2 separate regions of the Mus musculus genome follow, and region 2 is linked to region 1. Evidence: chromatin contacts called from public ChIA-PET data. All regions are on one chromosome and are shown on one strand. The core of a region is the stretch at or near the end of the contact, and the rest is flanking DNA. Distances in the headings are between cores, read along the strand shown. Region 1 overlaps Irf8 (interferon regulatory factor 8). Region 2 has its middle 37 kb from the start of Gm33199.

The links. ChIA-PET counts read pairs in DNA pulled down with a chosen protein or histone mark.
Region 2: a contact with region 1 is called in an RNA polymerase II ChIA-PET map of memory CD8 T cells, with 19 read pairs. The contact joins two enhancer-like sites. A contact is called at or near these places in 2 of 115 datasets of contacts at active chromatin or transcription factors (cardiomyocytes and memory CD8 T cells) and 2 of 9 other capture datasets (adipose tissue and embryonic stem cells).

Annotation. Positions count from the first base shown.
Region 1 is chr8:120,750,691-120,755,154 of GRCm38.p6, forward strand. It overlaps Irf8 (interferon regulatory factor 8), which reads left to right. Exons shown (of 9, transcript NM_008320.4): 7 at 2,663-3,043; 8 at 3,698-3,813; 9 at 4,309-4,464. Among named protein-coding and RNA genes, the nearest start is that of Irf8, 17 kb to the left of the region's middle. Within about 2 kb of position 1,566, at least 100 of the 459 cell types and tissues checked have an H3K27ac peak or open chromatin away from gene starts, as enhancers often do. A contact at or near this core is called in memory CD8 T cells, where this site is marked.
Region 2 is chr8:120,821,232-120,826,183 of GRCm38.p6, forward strand. No RefSeq gene overlaps it. Among named protein-coding and RNA genes, the nearest start is that of Gm33199, 37 kb to the left of the region's middle. Within about 2 kb of position 3,605, at least 21 of the 459 cell types and tissues checked have an H3K27ac peak or open chromatin away from gene starts, as enhancers often do. A contact at or near this core is called in memory CD8 T cells, where this site is marked.

The sequences.
Region 1 (4,464 bases), core at 316-2,815:
CACGGGCTGAGCCTTTGGCCTTGTCAGCCCCGGGCTGTGGCCCTGAGAATCTGCTGACCAATGCATTCTGGGGCCACACTGGCCGGGCCAGACCTGGGGCCTTCTGAGTGAGAGGTAAAGGCAGGCTGTGGGGAGGAAGTGCCCTTGAGCCTTGCACAGCTGCCTCAGCACAAGTGAGGGAAGCGAGGTGCCCTCAGCCACAGCTGGGAGCTCTTCTTCCAGAACCCAGGCCACATGCCCCGTCTCTGTAGATACGCTGCAGCCGGGCTTCCTGACTGCAGAGATGACCTGGGGTGAGATGGGTGAGGCAGGGGGACCACAGGGAGTAAGGGAGACCATGGCACTGTGCAGAGCCTTGACTCTGAGGTCTAACCCATGGTAGCTGCCTCCCTGTGGTAAGCAGTGTTATAGGTCTTGAGACCAGGCTAGGATAGACTTCCTATTTATCAGAAAAACCCAGACCTCTGGCTTTTAAATTTTATTTTATTCATTGATTTATTGATTTATTTTTAGAACAATCTTGAGAGATGTGTAGCTCGAGATGGTCATGAAGTCACAATCCTCCTGCCTCGGCCTCGAGTGCTCTGGCATGAGGCACCCCTCTCTGTATTTGCCACCCACGCCAAGGCTTTCTCAGAGGTGCTCTGCTGTCAGACCTCTTGAGGCTGCCAATTTGTTCCCAGCCTGTGTGCATCTAAGGAATGGGTCAAACAGCAAGGCTTTTTTTGGTGTGTCAGCACTTCAGGGTGAGGCAGAGCCAGCCTGCTGTGGAGAAAAATGCCAGGCTCCCCCAGCAGACAGCTGGAGTGGCAGGGCTTGCCCTTTCACCTCTTCAGCCTGCAAAATGGCTGCGGTGACCAGCGATGTACCACAGGGGCCAGATGTATGGATATGCCCAACCCCCGCAGAACCAGGGATTTCAGTACGTAGTCTCAGGGGTCTCACCTGTGGACCATATTTTGTCCCGTTTCCCTGGCTCCTGTGGTCTCACAAGAGACCCCCCCACAAAGCTGGCGCTCTTGTCATCGCTACCTTGCTGATGAAGAGCAGGCACAGAGAGGTGGAGCCGCTTGCCTCAAGTCACACAGCTGTGAGGAAGCAGTGCTAGAATTCAGTACGAAGGCGATGCAGATGGCGATGCTGATGATGCTGATAGCGATTTTAACGGTGGGCCTGGGAGTGAATGTGGGGCGAGCTGCTGGTGTCACCCACACAGGCCCACCCAGGCAGTGGTGCAGTTGGTGACTGCACAGCTTTAGGACACCATGAGTTTGGGGAGCTATCAACTTGTGTGGCTCCAGAGAGAAGCCTGGATTGGCCTGAGGTGGCGAGGCGAAGCTTAGGATGCACAAGGCTGCCGACAGTGGAGAATTCAGTTTATAGCAGTTACAAAGCTTCTCCAACAACAAGCCTCTAGCTCTGGGCTCCTGGTGTCCGAGCTTCCCTCCCAGGAGTCCCGCCTCTATGATTCCCTCCCTGGAGCCCCGCCTCCACACTAGCTGTTAGTCAGGGGCCGCTGGGCCCTCTGCCTTGTGTTTTTCTCATCTTTCCACTTTGTAACCTTATCTGGAATCCGGTTGTCCTTGCCTGCAAGAGGACGTCAGTACCTTCAGTACCGCCTGCTAGACAGGAAGCCAGAGGCCGGAAGAAAAGGAAAGTCAACGAAAGCCAAATACTGGGTTGGCACGTTTCCAGCCTCAGGGTTCAAGTTCAAAGTCTCCCTCCCACCCAAAAAAGATCGTTGGGATTATTATGGTCGGTTGGTGCCAGACTGAAGCTTTTCTCTCTTTTTAAAACTTTTTTGTTTTTTGTTTTGTTTTTGTTTTTCGATTGATGGGTTTACGTTGTGGCACTGGGGATGAAGCCTAGGACTTGAGTGCGTGAGGGAGCGCTTCCCCTCCGACCTGCACCCCAGCTCCTGAGGTGACAGAGAGAAGGGTTGGCTAGGATGTAGCCTATGGTCACAGCTCCTGCCTGTGCTGCTCATAGGTGGAGAGAAGGCTTCTAGGTCTTTCTGGAGGACAGGCTGTGTGTAGGATTGTACAGAGGCTTTCGATCTGAGTCCAGGTCACAGTGTTTGTGATAATGTTGATACCTTCACAGGTGGGTTTCTTCCCATCTCTAATGGGGGCTACCGAGTGCAGGGTGACTCGGGAACCAGAGCCATAGGCAGCTCATGAGAATTACATTGGCATGCTTGTATGTCTTGAGCTTGGTACAGGCCTTCCTAGATCTCTCTGTGTTTGCGCATGTGCATGCACATGTGCACATGTATGCATGAATGCATGTTCACACCTGTGCTCATGTGTGTGGAGATGTGTGTGTATATGAATATGTGTTCATATGTGTGTAGGTTCATGTGTATGTGAATGCGTGTTCACACGTATGTACACGTGGAAGCCAGAGGCAAGTCTCAGGTATCATTTCTTGGGCATTGCCCGTCTTATTTTTTGAGACAGGGTCTCCTGCTGGCTTGGATCTGACCAACTAGGTGAGACTGGCTGGCCAGCCAGCCTCCGGGGTCAGCCTTTCTCTGCCTCTCATGGGCTGAGATTACCAGCAAACAGCACTTGGAATGAGGAATAGACTCTGAGCCTTTAGGGGAGGCACTGGGGCTCCCCATCTTCTAGGCCTGATGGCCCTGTGCTCTTGGCTCCCACAGCTTTCTCCCAGATGGTCATCAGCTTCTACTACGGGGGCAAGCTGGTGGGCCAGGCCACCACCACCTGCCTTGAAGGCTGCCGTCTCTCCCTGAGCCAGCCGGGGCTGCCTAAGTTGTATGGGCCGGATGGCCTGGAACCCGTGTGCTTTCCGACGGCCGACACCATCCCCAGTGAGCGGCAGAGGCAGGTGACCCGGAAGCTGTTTGGGCACCTGGAACGTGGCGTGCTACTGCACAGCAACCGCAAGGGCGTGTTCGTGAAGCGGCTGTGCCAGGGCCGCGTGTTCTGCAGCGGCAACGCGGTGGTGTGCAAGGGCAGGCCCAACAAGCTGGAGCGGGACGAGGTGGTGCAGGTCTTTGACACCAACCAGTTCATCCGAGGTCAGTACCAAGTCACCTCGCTGCCACCCACTGTCCCTGCCTTAGAGGTCACACCCACCTCCTTCCTTGTGCCTCCTGTATCATGGGCCAAGTGCACTCTTGCATGGCTTTGGCAGTGGTATAGCTGGGGGAACCCTTGGAAGCCTAGCCTGCCTGTGCTTTCTGAGCGCCTGGGCAACCCTTTCCTCACCTCCCCCTCGGTATAAGGACAGCAGAGTTGGAGCCTTTCCTTTTGGAGTTGACGAAGCTGATGGTTGTTCCTAGCCTGGGAACGGCTTAGCAATGCAGACTCCAGGGCCTCAGCCTGCCCAGGCTCGGCTTCTTTACCCTGACAGGGTCCCTAGGGGATGTGGCATGATTTAGTGGGCAGGAGGATCATGGAGAGAGAGTTCCAGGCCAGCCTGCACTGCACAGTGAGATCCTGTCTCCCCAAAACAAATCCAGACCAACAAAAAGTTCCCCAAATCGCCTAGCAGTATTCGGGAGTGACAAATCCCATGGGTCCTTGGTTGGCTTCTAGCTAAGCAGCCTTGTATCCTAGGCCCCTTTCCTTGGCTGTTGGGGGATCTGTGACTTCCTTCCAAGTTCTGTACCCCAGCCCTGGGCCCTGGCTACACACAGCTCAGCGGTTCACTGGTGTCTGTGTTCTTCCAGAGCTGCAGCAATTCTACGCCACCCAGAGCCGCCTACCTGACAGCAGGGTGGTCCTGTGCTTCGGGGAGGAGTTTCCGGACACTGTGCCCTTGCGCTCCAAACTCATTCTGGTGCAGGTGAGAGCCGGCAGCAGTGTCTGCCTGTGCCCAGGGTGAGAAGAGACAGCAAGGACTGGGGGCTCCACCTGGGCAGAGGTCGGGGACTAGATCATACGTGGCTCTTGTCACCTCTGTGATGGCTTCCCACGTTGGGACTCTCTTCATTTGTGTTTCCTTCTTCCCCTCTCTGCTTGCTCCTACTTTCCCTCCCTCTGTTCTCCTGTTCCTCCCTCTTCAGGAAATTTCTGCTTGTCCAGTGGCCCTAAGATCTAAGTGACAGATCACGGTCTATTTGACTATGGTCTGAACGGTGGCACTCTTGTAGATGTAATGGTGACAGTCTGAGGAGCAGCCAGCCTGGTTGGAGCAGTTCTGGGAGAACACTCTTAGCCATGTGCAGGAACGCTGCCCACCTGGCTCCATCTTGTCTCGGAGGGGATTGGAGGACCTGTGGTGGAGGATGGCCCCAGTTCCCCTCCACCTTGATTCTGACTTTGCACATGGCCCTTGCAGGTAGAGCAGCTGTATGCCAGGCAGCTGGTGGAGGAAGCGGGCAAGAGCTGCGGTGCTGGCTCCCTGATGCCAGCCCTGGAGGAGCCCCAGCCGGACCAGGCTTTCCGCATGTTTCCGGATATCTGTACCTCACACCAGAGACCCTTTTTTAGAGAA
Region 2 (4,952 bases), core at 2,355-4,854, 73 kb after region 1:
AGTGTTTCAAGTGCTGGAATCACAGGCATGTGTCCCCAACCCAGCTAACATCACACCTCGAAAAGCATTTCTGTACTGAGCAGGATGCTTGCATGTAATGATTCACTCAGAAAGCTGAGGCAGGAGGATTGCTGTGAGTTTAGAGTCAAACTAGGCTACAGAGTGAGACCCTGTCTCAAAGAAAGGGAGAATGAACACACTTCCGGGTTCTGAGCAGGAGCTCCCTTTGGGATGGGGTGGGGTGGTGGTAAGGGTGGGGGAACAGAGGTAATGAATGTCCCATGTGAGAGATGGGGACAGTCTAAACTGTCAAGTTTCCATGCCATTGTCTGTCCAGCAGAGGGCACCAGTGTTCCTTTTTATCTTCGACCAGTTCACTCACACACACACACACACACACACACACACACACACACACACACACACACAGCTTAAGCTGTGGCTAGCCTAGGGATGGACACTAGAGTCTGAAGATCCCAGAAGCCTGAATTCTGTAACTGTTACAGCCTGTCACCATTCAGCCTGTCTGCCGGTGTCATAGCCACAGAGCCTCTGAGATGTCACAGTGAGCCTGGGAGTCGTTCCGGAGAGGGCAGAAGAAGCTTCAGAGGTGGGACTTATCTGGTTCTAATTAGCTGTGCGGCCACGAACAAGTCACTTAACCTCTCTGGTCTGCTTATTCTTCTGTTCCATGTGGGGCTGGATTAACTCATCTTGACATTCCTTTCAGCACAAGGCAGTGGAGAGGGGAGGCTGTTGGCTGGTGCTGGGGATGACGCAGTCTTGGGAAGATTCCCATAAGTGCTGATGAATCACCAGGGATGAGGAGTGGGCCTGGAAGAGCTGCAGCCATGATTTCATGTGTGTGCACAAATCTGTGTGATCATGTGTGTGCGTATGTGTACATGTATGCATGTGTGTATGTGCATGTGTTCATGTGTGTGTGTATGCATGTGTGTATGTTTATGTGTGTATGTGTATGTATGCATGTGTGCATGCACGTGTACATGTGTTTGTGCGTGTATGTGTGTACATGTATGTATGCATGCATGCATGTGTGTGCATGCATGTGTACATGTGTTCGTGTACATGTGTTCATGTGTGTATGCATGTGTGCATGTGTGTATGCATGTACATGTGTGTATGTGTGTGTGCATGTGTTCATGTGTGTGCATGCGTGTGTGTGTCTTATGCAGAGACCAAGGTCCCATCACCTATCTTCCTCTATTGCTTTCTGACTTATTTTGTTTATTAAACGTTTTATTTTAAACATTTTAAATTACATGTGTATGGATGTGTGGCCAATTACAGTTGCCTGAAGAGCCCAGAAGATGCCCTGGGGCTGGATATCCGGAGCTGCCTGCTGTGGGTGCTGGGAACTGAACCCAGGTCCTCAGGAAGAGCAGCCAGTGTTTCTAATGGCTGAGCCATGTCCCCAGCTCATGTTTTGAGACACAGGGACCCTCTGACCTCTGCTTCCCCAACACTGCAGGTGCCTTTCATGCTCCCAGCTTTCCATGTGGGTGGTGGGGACTGAACTCAGGATGTCAGACTCCCATGACTACTACTCCCTGAGCCACTTCCCAGCCCAAAGGGCTCCAGGAAGGTGGGCTTCAAAGGAGGCGGGGTGGGGGTGGGGCTTGGTGTCTACCCACAGCTTCCAGTATCTCCTGGAGTTTAGTCTTTAGGGTCCTGTGAAAGTTCCAGGGATCATGAGGGCACGTGGGACCACAGAGGGATAAACAAACTGGGGTCTGTGGTGTTATAGGGTGAAACTCACAGGACAGGAAACCACTGTCAAGTATGCACCCCAGTGAGTGAGCTTGTTTTGTTTCCTTTAAAAAAAAAGCTGCTTCATTGAGGGCTTGGGGTTTTGCTCATGATAGAGCCCAGGCTTAGAATGCCCCACATGGGGGCTAGAACCATGGCTTAGTGGGAGAAATGCCCTGCCTCAGGTCCCCCAGTGAGTTTTGGGGGGCGTGACTCAGGGTTGGAAGCCCTGCCTAGGATCTCTCAGTGAGGTGTTGGGGGGAGGGGTGTTCCTGCCTAGTGTTCCCCATGAGGTGTTGGGGGTGTGGCTTAGGGATGAGCCCCTGCATAGGCCCCTCCAGTGATTTTTTTGGGGGTGTGACTCAGGAGTAGAGACCCTGTATAGGATCTCTCAGTGAGGTATTGGGGGAATGGCCCAGCGGGTGGGGATCTTGCTTAGTGTCCCCCAATGAGGTGTTGGGGGAGTGGCTCAGGGATGGAGCTCCTGCCTAGAGTGCCCCAGTGAGGTACTGGGGCGTGGCCTAGGGGTGGAGACCTTGCCTAGAATCTCTTAGTGAAGTATTGGGGCCCAAGGGGTGGGGTTCCTGCCTACCGTCCTCCATTGAGGTGTGGGGGTGTGGCTCAGGGGTAGAGCCCCTGCTCCACAGGAGAACTGCGCAGTTGCGCGCTCCCCTCCTCTTCTCATTTAGCTCATTAGCAACTTGTCTGTAATGAAAAAATGCTTTTACACTTTTTAGAGATAATTCACTTAAAAGCCACAGCTTGGATTTTAAAACAAACAACAGTGGGTTAGAAAGCAATCCAACTCATTTACTAGAGACTTTTTCCCGCCACAGAAGCAAAGCAAGATACAGACTCCCCAATACATAAACATTTCACCACCAAGCACCCCAGCCACCGTGAAAGAAAGGGAATGCTATGACTGGGGGTGGGGGGAGGGGAAAGTAATACGCCATGCTGGTAGGGCTTAAAACATGACTTTTCCAGAAAATGCTGCCCCCTAGCGTGGCGATTTGATATGCATGTAATTGGTTAGTTTTGTGCCTGTGCCTGTGCATGCATGCGCCCTGTCATTTGGGGCTGGAGAGATGACTTGGTTGCTGTCTTCTAAAGAACCAGTGTTTGGTTCCCGGCACCCACTTCAAGCAGTTCACAATCATTAGTAATTTCAATTCCCAGAGATCCAACGCCCTCTTCTGGCCTCTGTGGGTACTACACCCATGTGCGGCATCCACACACATAGAAACATACATATAAAAATAAGTATGTTTTAAAAGTTGTTATTAGAAGTCACACCCACAAATAAAAACTTGGTTATTTCTTTGCAACACGTGACTCATCAATATCAAATCACCTTAAAGGGGGCAGCATGGCCCAGCGAGTAATCTCAAGGAGGTTATTGTTAAATTTTACCTCCATGTATGTCTGAGCACTGCGAGTGTGCCTAGTACACTTGGAGGACAGAAAGGGGCATCAGATCCCCTGATACTGGAATTACAGATGCTCATGGGCCTCTATGAGATGATGTGACTTGAACCCAAGTCCCCTGGAAGAGCAGCCGGTGCTCTAACCACTAAGACACCTCTTCCGCCCTTCAAGATACCTCCAAACACCTGGGGAGGCGGCTGTAGCCTCTGCTCCCTGTGAGGTCTTTCATCTTTAAAGTGTTGTGAAAAAGAAGCTCAGAGAGGCGAGAGGCTGAACAAGAGCAAGTCTCCACTTTGAGCACCCTGCCAGGAAGGAACAGCAAGATGGTCGTGGTTCTAACCTTGCTCAGGAGACCTGGGAAGGGTCACAGAGCACAGGCAGGGAGGACCGTCCTTCCCTTCATTTCCTGCTCAGTAGAGAGGAAGTGGTTACAGCAGCACACAGGCCCGGGCCCAAGCAATGGCTGGGAGGTCAGGGCAGTTAAATTTGGCTCTGCTGACAAACTCGCCTGTAACACTGGGCATGCCCTTTTGTGTTTGAAGGGCAGAGGCTGGGTGAGCTGGTCTCCGTCTCCTTCGAGGGGGGGCAGATGCTGGGTGTCACTATCAGGAGGAGGGTCTCCCTAGATCCCATCCCAAGGGTCAGATTTGGGGGGGCCTGACTCAGCCCATCTCTTCAGTACTTTTGGGGATGCTCTATCCCGGGACTGTCTGCTCCCTGGTTGTATAGACAAGGTTGCAAATGAGTGTGGTGCAGCGCAGCTCCAGTCTGCCCTTGCTAAACGGTCCAGGCTGAACTTGAACTGACTCCATAGGCCAGGCAGGTGTCAAAATTGCAATCTTCCTGCCTCTGCCTCCCAAGGAATTGTGTCTCTAAACTTGGCCTCTTGGTTGTTCATAAAGACCCAGATTTCCCTTTGTTCAGCTGCCACAGTGCCCTTTGTGTGATGACAGATGGTGGGAGAGCTTTCTTTCTAGGGAGCAATTGTGGTGGGGAGAAGGCAGAGCAGACGGAGGGTGTGAACAGAAAGAGGACACCAGCCTTTCTTACCTCTTAGGCTGTGATTGTGTGTGCTATGCAGTGAGAGGCAGGAGGTGTGGGTGGGCTGTTGACATTTGGATGGCTTGGCCATCAGCAGAGGTCAAGAGCTGAGACCTGGGTGTCCCAAGGTGAGGAGGAGGAGGAGGAGGAGAAGGAGAGGGGACGAGTCATCTCCGCAGAGATCTGAGTTCTTGTAGTGGGCCACACACAGACAAGGGGACATACCAGAATGAGAAGGGCAGAGTCCATTCTGAGGTCAGCCTGGTCCCGATCACCAAGGACTCAGATCTATCTGGCCACAAACCTGTTGGGCGACTTTATCTATGGCAGAGGCTGGTATGACTTTGAGCTGCTGATAGACACCAAGGATGTGAGACTTGACAGGGCACAGGTGTCACCAGAGGCCTGGAGGTGGCTGCTGGACGCTAGGCCTATTTGGCTGCTCTGTCTGCTACCTGCATGGTTTCTTCTCCAAGGGAAGAGTTGCAAAGGAGGTTCTCAATTCTTTACTGAATCCTAGGTGAGCTTTAGGAAAATGGCCTGCTCTTGTTATAATGGATATTGCAGGGAAGGGCAAAGAGAAGCAGCCAGGTCATGCCTTGGGACATACACAATTAAAGGGTGGAGTTTTCATAGGAAGACCCACCCGGGACCCATTGCCGGGACATCCTGCATATCCTTGGTGTTCGATGCTTCCCCACATCTGCCTGAGA